2 separate regions of the Columba livia genome follow, and region 1 is linked to region 2. A link is a contact called in public Hi-C data. All regions are on one chromosome and are shown on one strand. The core of a region is the stretch at or near the end of the contact, and the rest is flanking DNA. Distances in the headings are between cores, read along the strand shown.

Region 1 (4,923 bases), core at 2,176-4,675, 200 kb after region 2:
TATAAGAAGTGCTTCAAGTAACTCCGGTTAAGTTTCATACAGTTGGTGATTGTCCAGCTTTCTCCCATTTCATTTTCTCCCATTTCTTCCCTTTGTGCAAGTCAGACTGACTTGCAGTCTGGGATGTGCTTGTTATGCATGAAGCAAATACAAATAAAAATCATTAAGAAATGGGAATGATTAGTTATGGACAATAGAGCTGTGAGGCTTGTTACTGTCACTCTTGCTATGTGCCTGATTCTTGCTGAGCAGCCCAGACACCGTACAGAGGCTGTGCGGCTCTGAGATGGCAGCTGAGCAGAGCGTGTCCCTGCCTGCTCCTTTGTGGCCCAACAGGCTGCAGCGAACATGACAGCAGGGCTTGCACTCGGCAGAGCAACAGATTGCAAAGCATCCGGTGATATCAGGGCTGCGCTTATGTGGCAAAATGTGTTCTGATACGAAGAGGCGAGCTGCCTGCTGCACTAGAGCAAAGCAGATTGCATAGCATTAGCACTGGTGACAACAGGGCACTCATTGTGTGGGACAACAAGTCACACAGAGAATGTGCAAATGCGATTGGTTGGGCCCACTTAACATATGCGCAGCAGAGTGACATATGGCAATTGGTGACTTTCCTGCCACAGATGCTGAAAGGCTTTGTTTCGGTACAGTGAGTGGTGCGGATCCAGCACAGCGTTCCCTTTGGAGAGGAGCAGCCCGAGTGCCAGCAGCGCTCTCCCCCGCCTCCAGGCACCCCCGATTCCCGGCTCCACAAGTGCTCCTAGCTGTGCTGAGCAGACTTTCTGTTACTGAAACGCCACCCATCGGCCAAAGCCTGGGGCATGCTGAGAAATATGTTTAATATAGAAACATGACTGAGATGGACTCCCATTTCAACTCCTTGTGCCTTTTGCATTTCGGTTTCTATTCATATATGTATATATATAGTATCACAGCCTGAAAGAATCTATTTCTAAAAGTGTTTACTTTTTTGTTAGTAGCTTTGTTTTCAAGAGTTTCTATTAATGATGTAAACAGAGAGCCAGATTATGCTAAAGAGTGGCAAATAGATTATTTTTTTCAACTCTGTTAAACAAAAGTTTAAATGGAAGTTAAAAAGCACAAAGCAAAATTATGGCCATAGGACTGAAACAAAATGGAAAAGAGGTTCTACCAGCTTGCTCATGCAGGAAAAATATGGAGGAAGATTTTTAAATCCTGGCATAGGCTGTAGCTGTGCTCACCTGTGCACAGCCACGAGACAAGTGCAGTCTGATAACTACCACATCAGACTAGGGCTACGATACAGAGATCTGCTCTCATCTCTGCCACTGACCACCTGTGTGACCACGCACAAATCACTTCAGCTCAACATGCCTCAGAAATAAAGATACTCATCCCAGTGCACTGCTTTGTGATTGCCTGCTGGCTGCAGAGCAGAAGGCGAGGTAGGAGCTGACCTTTTAGCAGTGAAACAATTCACCTGGGCCACAGAAGACTCATAAGACAGCTACAGCATCCAACAAACTAAGGACACAGGGCTAAAAGATCTGTACATCTTATTCGCTGTTGCTGGCATTATCAGTCTTTGTTCACTTGTCATTTTATGTGTTTCCATGGCTAAGAGGAATCCGAATCTACATAGATTTAAAATGCTTTCTATACAGACACACAGTCACTGGCCAAGCAACCAAAGCTACTTAGTAACTACATATCACCTCTCGCAATGGGATAGGAATCAATACAGGCTCTGTCCTTCTCAGATTTCTGTTTGACCAGACCATCAGATATAGAACCAGACTAGAACACACAGTTGGCAGCCACTGCCACCTCCCACGAGAGAGCAGCTTGAGAGAAGCCCAGCTGAGAGCAGTTTTCTTCACTTATGCTCCTTTTGTTTTTTAAGAGCTAATAAGGACATGTTTTGCTTCGAACTGGGGCTGTGGAATAGCCACACTCTAAGTCAAAGGACATGAGTTGCTGCTACCATGTGGCATAGGAACAAGAGGTGAAGCAACAACCATGAGTGCTGAGAACACTCTGAGTATAAATCTCCACCATACCCAGGCTGCCTAGAGATCACCAGAAGGCTCAGTTACACTGGCTCTACGATCCTCAAACTAATTTGTCACTGTGGTCCTCGGTGGATCTCTGAGTTGTATTGCTGTGCAGAAATACGATCATGTGCAGTGAGTCTGATTAGTTCTGACTGCATCATATCTACTCTGCAAGCACTGACCATCTGTGCAGCAACTGCCCAATAAATCCAAGGCTGCATCAGACCCTCTGGTGTTGGTGCACACATTTGCAGTGCTTGGCCAATACCTCTGGCTGACTGGCTGATCACTCAAAACTACTGTTTCACACACTCTGTTGTAACGAAATCCCAGGCAAACAGCCTCAATCCTCAAACTTGGCCTAGAAAACAGCCATGCTAGGGAAAACCTTCTGGGAATGAATGGAGGCAGCCTGGGAAATCTGTGCTCCCTATCCTCACAGTTATTAGCTTGTCTCATGCTTCCCAGTATCAGAGATAGTGGAAAACTACCCCAGGGATCCAGACTGAAAAGCAGTTAGACTTTCAGTTTAAAATTACGCCACTGGAAGAAATGTCACATCCAAAGCGTCTGATAAGGTGGTAAACAAAGAGGTAATTTCTGAATTTCCTGGAATAAGGGAGAGCAGAATCTGGCCCCTTCACTTTTGTTCCCTTTAGCAGATACAACCCCTTCGCCGTAGGTCCCTCTCCAGCGCAGTGACCGGAGAGCTGAGCGCGGCTGCCCAGCTCAGCGCGGCCGGGGAGCGGATCGGGGAGCGGATCGGGGAGCGGATCGGGGAGCGGATCGGGGAGCGGATCGGGGAGCGGATCGGGGAGCGGATCGGGGAGCGGATCGGGGAGCGGATCGGGGAGCGGAGCGATCACACCGCGCAGCTCCCGCCCCTCCGCGGCCCCGCAGCGCCACCCAGCGGACCCGACCCGGCAGCGGCTGCCGGCGGCTCCCCGCACTGTTTCGGGGGCGGGCGGGCGTGCACCAAACCCCGGCAAACACAGGCCGGGGGTCCTGCCGGGGGGGGAGCCGGTCCTCCCCAGCTCTTTCCCGATCCTGGCTCCTCGCTTGCCCGTTGGCGAGGCCGATCGGCGCGCTGCTTTGCTTGCCCCGCATCTGCTCCACACTGTAGAAGCGTTCCTCAAGGTCTGCAAGGGAGCTGCCATCACTGGGAATGTCTAAATTGCACTCAGAAACTTCTCTAATAAATGTGTTCTCACTGACGTACAGGGTGAGCACGAAGCAGGGATTAAACCAGGGAAATTCCACAATTTATAACATACAGGAAATCAAATTAGACTATCACTGTATCATCTTCAGGCCTTAAACCCGTGAATCTGCTGTCAGGTTAATAGCTTCTCTGCCTCCCCTCATGAGAGTAAAAACATCCCTGAGTGGCGAAAGGCCTGTTTTTAAGTGCTCAGTATCTTTATTGCACAAGACACCATACCTGCTGGCCATCTTCCTCAGTTCTCATCTGCCTGGCACCTGGTACAAATTACACCGCTACGAGAGGCAGTTAACAGACTCCCTAGAAGCACGGTTGTGCTTCATCAGGCAGGAGGCATCTCCATGTGCCAGTGCTTTTCTGCCCCCAAAAAAGCCACCACATCCAGTAGCATCATTTGTGTTGAGTGTAAGATGCAGCCAATACATGATCGGGTTAGTGCAAGCTATTTGCCCAGCCAGTGAGCAGAAAGCACCGTGAAGTAACATTGTGCTGCTAAATCTGTGATGCATCAGTGTGTAATGGAGCTCAGAGCCGCAGGCAGTGCCAAGGCAGACTCTGACTTCACCACGGTTTCACTGAAAACAGATGAATGCAGTATTGTCAACTTCAGCCAGCCAGAAACCATGTCACGCACTCAAAAATCACACAATGAAGTTTTTAGAAAGAACAATTTCAAGCAAAATTTTGCTTTTACCGTTTGGTGTTTCCTATCTGTTGTACTTAAGAGAATGGACAACATCCCTTTTTATATTTATATTCATAGGACCTCTACACATCTCACACAACACCCCAGGTCTGGCTGTTAGGCCAGCACTAAATATTGAGCCATATCATAAAACTGTGGGAATTGTCAGCACTGAATAGAGTGCACATTAAGAGAGACAAATAACCCCATGCAGGCAGACACAAATAACCCCCTTTCTTCACTGGACGGCAGCCAGTTTATTGGCGAGTGCCTCTTCCAAGCTCTACTCTCAGTGCTGAGAGCCAGAGCAATATTCATAGTATGTCAATGCAACCAATACAGCTAGAGCATTTAAAAGGAGACAGCACATTTACTTGACTGTGTGAAGAGTTCGGGGCTCATATATTTATGCAATATAGACAACTAATTTTTATTTGTTTACTCTCTTCAGGATTTGCGCCTGGCTATTTCAACAGGCACTCCTGGAGGCTGGAGGGCTGGATTGTTATTGTACATAGAAACCTTGAGCTAGCTAAGAGTCAGAAAAAGCCCTGAGTAATTGTTCTGAATGTTCAAAACACAGTCCACCTAGTGAAAAGGCTGCATCATGTCTTCCACAAAAGGAAAAACTACCTGGTAGCATAAATTGCATGTTTGCTGTAGAAAAACAAAATCCAAACTGGTATAATACAAAGACTAGTCCTGAACATGTCATCTCTTTATCTGCTCCCAGCTATCAGTATTGTAAATTGGCTTAAGCAACCACACCTCATTCTCTCACTTAGATCTCCTCTCATCTGTGTTTCATCTGTAGATGCACTTACTAAAGCTAGGTGAAAACACACCTTTTCAGTGCCTCCCACTAGAGTAAAAATCTCATTAACAACGTTGTGACAACAACAATTTGCACAGACTACCTTTTCCAGGCACAGAGGAAGGCTGGCAAAAGGGTAAGGCAAACAGTTATCCTGGGGTAA
Region 2 (4,464 bases), core at 1,304-3,803:
TCTTCCTACCTGATCCCTAGTGAGCTCACAAGGGACGGTGAGCGCCATGTCATCTTCAAGCTTTTGTGTGTTACGAAAATGACAGACACAACTGCATTTTGTCTATAAAGCCAGACGAGGTTTCTTGGGCCTTCTCTGAGCACAAGTACTGAATTAAGTGCTACATCTCATGTTTGGATCCCAGTCAGATTAAAACTAGAACTACTCAGCCCCGCTGAGACTGGGTCAGCTTCGAACATGTGCCGGCATAAAATGCTGGGGATTTTTCAATGTAAAATCAAGGGTGAAATTTAGATGCCTTCAGGGGAAGGTGGTGCTCAAACAGATTTTCCAGGATTGCAACCTTGGTACCTGTACTCTGGGTGAAGAGCTGAAAATCTGCCTAGGGCCATGCACACACGTGGGCTGGGAGGGGAGAACTGGAAGAGTATCTTCTGCTTCCCTTCTGGACTTCCGTGTTGTGACATACTGCACAGACTGTTTCCTACTTGACTCGGTTTAATTTTATTGGGAATAAGCCTTAAAACATGCTTTAACTATTCCTCCCTCTCCCGGATGTTTGCATTGTTCCAGTTAGGTGGAAATTAATACTAAACTAGCATGTTGAGGCTCTCAAGTCTTCAGCTGTGACTAATGAGCCCCATCCACTGCTTAAGGCTTTTGATGCTGGGAGGAACGAACAGTGCTGACTGTAGTCATGTCTCTGAATGATTAGTCCATTGGATCACATGCCAAATTTATAACTGTTATGTTAGATGAACAGATGAGGTCTATTAAATTACATACAGGGGGGTGAGGGAAAATCACTGTGACCAGAACTTGCTGTTTTTTCTATTTTGTTTTTTTGTTTGGTTGGTTGGTTTTGTTTTTTTGTTTGTTTGTTTTAATGTAATTTTCCTTTTTGTTTCCCTAAGTAGCAGTACTTAAGTGCGGGGTAATACTGTGTTCCCATGCAGTCTGAAACTTGCAAGGTGCTGAGGACCATAGCCTCAATTCAGCAAAATAATGAATTAACTTGAAATATGTGAGAAAAGTCCTTGTGGTTTCTTTGAGTCTGTTTTACTTAGAAACGGATAAATATTCGTATCACCGTGGGAAGCCTCAGTCACATTTACACTGAGGCCTGCATTATATTGTCTTCACTTCCTATCACAATCCTATATAATCACACCCACAAAACCATTACTTTTAAGGTCTGGTTTCCTCAAAGGATCCCTTATAGCAACTGTGTAAATTAGCTCATAAAAGATATATGCTTCTTGTCCACTCTTGTATTCATTAAGAGTTTCACCTGTATGAGGGTTGAAAAACCAGTATAATTTATGTCTTCTCTTGAGAGGCCCTTGGAGATGAGATAACTAAATCAGCTGCAGAGCAGCAGAATGCTGCCGTCTGCCTTCAACCTTGGCACTAGGTTTTAGGCAGATAGAACTCAGGTGTGCTTGTTATTGCCGTTTGGTTTATAGCCATGCCCACGGGGTTTGTTGCACCAACAGTTCCATGAATTCGTGCCGTGATAACAGTCCTTGTCTTGAAAGGCTCACAGCCTTGCAGGAATGTGGGAGGAGGAAAGCGGTAAGTGAACCTCTCTAACTTTACACCGAAGATCATGAGAGGGATGGATTAGGAAGCAGGTTCCCCTTTCTGTACCCCGTCTGTGCCTTTAAGTTGTGGTGTGAAACAAGGAGCTGGAAAGGTAGCAGCGAGGCTTGTGTGGAATGCCAGTCCCCAGGGAAAAGGGGACCAGAGGAGTTCCAGAGGCTGTTGGCTTGAAGGATTACCACTTTTACCATGCTTCTTGGGGTGGAGATGTAGGTGCTCGGCAGCAGGCCACTGAGGCAAGCGAGCGTGTGGGTTTGTTAGGTTGCCTGGGGAAGAATTTTTCCCATTGAAGTGCTGCAGGACTATCAGCTAGGAGGAAATTGCCAGCGTTACATGCATGTGATTTAGACTTCCGTCTGTGTGGCAGTAGCTTAAACACTTTCATGTGCGTATTGTTACAATAATAAAGTATTGAAGGTGTCAGTCCTGGATTTCTGAGACTCCTGTACCTCCAGAGCTTTCTGAACTGTTTGTAGTGGCACTTGAATAGACAGAAAGGACATCATTAGAGCAGATCCGTATTCTTAATTGCATAAAAACCTTGTACGTCTGCTGTCTGAAACCAGCGCTCAGTTCAAACAGTGTCATAACCTCTAGCTCCATTTTTCCTGCGTTATCAGGACAAATTAACCCATTAGCTGCACAGACTCTATTGTGAGTCAGAGCTATATGACTCATATGAATAGAACACAGTTCTATTCTGGTTTTAATTAACTTGGCCTCCACCCAAATCCTCCTTACTAATGAAAGATACTAGATTAGCTGAAGTCTACAACACAGTTTTACGGTTTGTGCTAAACTTACGTGTTTATTCTTCTGAGATAATGATACAAAAAGAAGACTCCATGAATGCACTAACTTAAAAAGTAAGCGACAGAACTGCTTTATTTGACAGACTGTTAAAGTATTATAATTAGTCTTGTTTGTTTGTTTGCCTTGCAAACTCTAAGAGAACAAAAAAGGAAAGCACAACTCTAACCCATTGGGAAATTAGTCTCAGTCTTGATTCAGATAAGTGGAATACAAGTTTGTGGTGGTTACACTTCCAATGGAAGTGCAGTCTTAGGCAGCGCTTCCCCTTGTGATTTTCATAATTTTGCTGTCTGGGAACTCTTCTTTTTTCCTTCCTTTCTTTGTTTTTTTAACATAAAATGTAAAGATAGCGTTGGTCAGGATCCCTACCAGTATTTCTAATTGAGTCATCGTGCCTTCTCTTAACAAAGCAATACCAAAATCAAATAAACTCCTCAAGTATAAATTGCAGAGAGGGTAATACGAGCCCCTACTGAGTGTAGCCTATCAAAATGGAAGCAATACTAATTGTGTTTACACATTTTTTTAAAAGAATTAAAACAAAATCAAGAAAACAAAACCACCCCTCTCTGACCCTTATAGAAATCAAGGCCTGAATCTTACTTAACACTGAACTTTCTTCATGGCACCGCAGGGACTCTTAATGCAGATGAGAAGCAGGCATGGAGACGTTTGGTGGAGCCTTCCCACACCACCACTTTCTAAAGAAACAAGCTCAGAATAGAAGCAGAGGGTGAGGGGAAGAGAGAGAAATGTATCTTTGTGTGAACACTTTATATCTTGCAACATGCTCGTATAACACAATGAGGGTGGGCCAGCTGGCTGTAAAATAACTTAGACTGATAAATTAATCAGGAGTATGCTCTGCGTGCCACCAACTGTCCTGTGACTAATAAGTTCATTTTCTACTTGGGCAGGTTCCATGAGTTTACTTGTAGCCTGAAGAGTAGAGCTGGAGGAAAAAGGTCAGGTTTTAAGAGGGGCTTAGTTTGAGGGGCTCTGAAATGAAAACTTGCATGTGGACCACTACTTCCCAGACTCTGCAGTCCCACAGTTTAATTCCAGTTGCTCAGAGCACTTAATCAAGATCTGCCTTCAACTCTGCCTGCCGCCAGTTAGTCCTGATAAAGCCTTAACTCGCCTTCTCATTGCCTAAGTGGTGACATTAGGACTTCCATCAAAGCAAAGAAATTAGAAGCACGTAGCAGACTCAGCTTCATTTAGCCAGAGCTCCACGTCCAGGTTCAGAGATTTTTCTGCTTTGGAAGGTCATGGTTCTCCCATGCAAGAAAGATACTCTGGCAATGAATTTGCTACAATAAGCACTTCGCAATCACTGTGGAAAGTTACCAAGTTGGTAGGAAGCAGATTTAGGGCACAGATTTGTCTACTTGGTATTTTGAACAGTTACACTGCTTTTTAGGAACATACATATTCCTCAGTTTAAAGTTTTGAGTGTTAATTACTGAAATTTCATTGCTGATAACTGGACCTTGCTTTTCATTTTTCATTAGCCACAGTGGATTTTCTGTGCTCACATTGTTTGAGGTTGGATTACCAAAACTGTCTGGATTCCCGTTTCATGCTTACAATAGTGTCCCTCCATTGAACAGAGCTCATTTATATAAGCTACCAAGTATTGTATGATCTGCTGGGATGCAGAGCATGACATGGAGGTAGGATACTAATGGGCAAGTTTCTCTGAGTCAGCTCTGCCTCCTTTTGGGATATACGTACAAGGAAACGTGCGTCAAACCCCAGGATGTCCCTGTTACCATTTGTGCTCAGTAACAGAAAAGCTCCAGGGCTTGCCTTCACCTTGTGGTTAAGGAAGTTATGTGCAGTTGTACTACTAGAAGGGGCCTAGAAGCAGTTGTACCCCAAAGTGAGACAGTGGAGGGATCTTGCTGGGGCAGCACAGTCCAGCACCTGTAGTTATCTTTTTCTGGCAGACCTGTAACTTGCACTCCGGGCGCTTTTAGGAAATAAGCTGAGCTATCTTGTATTGCTGGGGCTTTTGCATGTACCTTAACACTTTAACCCCAGATG

What was found. Hi-C and Micro-C count contacts between places; a contact is called where the count stands out from the background.
Region 1: a Hi-C map of crop shows a contact between it and region 2, with 4 times the contacts expected there. The contact joins two enhancer-like sites. A contact is called at or near these places in 2 of 2 Hi-C or Micro-C datasets (crop and liver).

What each region holds. Positions count from the first base shown.
Region 1 is chr5:59,350,351-59,355,273 of bColLiv1.pat.W.v2, forward strand. All of the region lies in intron 9 of LOC110366091 (a long non-coding RNA gene), which reads right to left. Among named protein-coding and RNA genes, the nearest start is that of RASSF10, 31 kb to the right of the region's middle. Within about 2 kb of position 3,426, at least 1 of the 3 cell types and tissues checked has an H3K27ac peak away from gene starts, as active enhancers do.
Region 2 is chr5:59,147,233-59,151,696 of bColLiv1.pat.W.v2, forward strand. No RefSeq gene overlaps it. Among named protein-coding and RNA genes, the nearest start is that of TEAD1, 28 kb to the right of the region's middle. Within about 2 kb of position 2,554, at least 1 of the 3 cell types and tissues checked has an H3K27ac peak away from gene starts, as active enhancers do.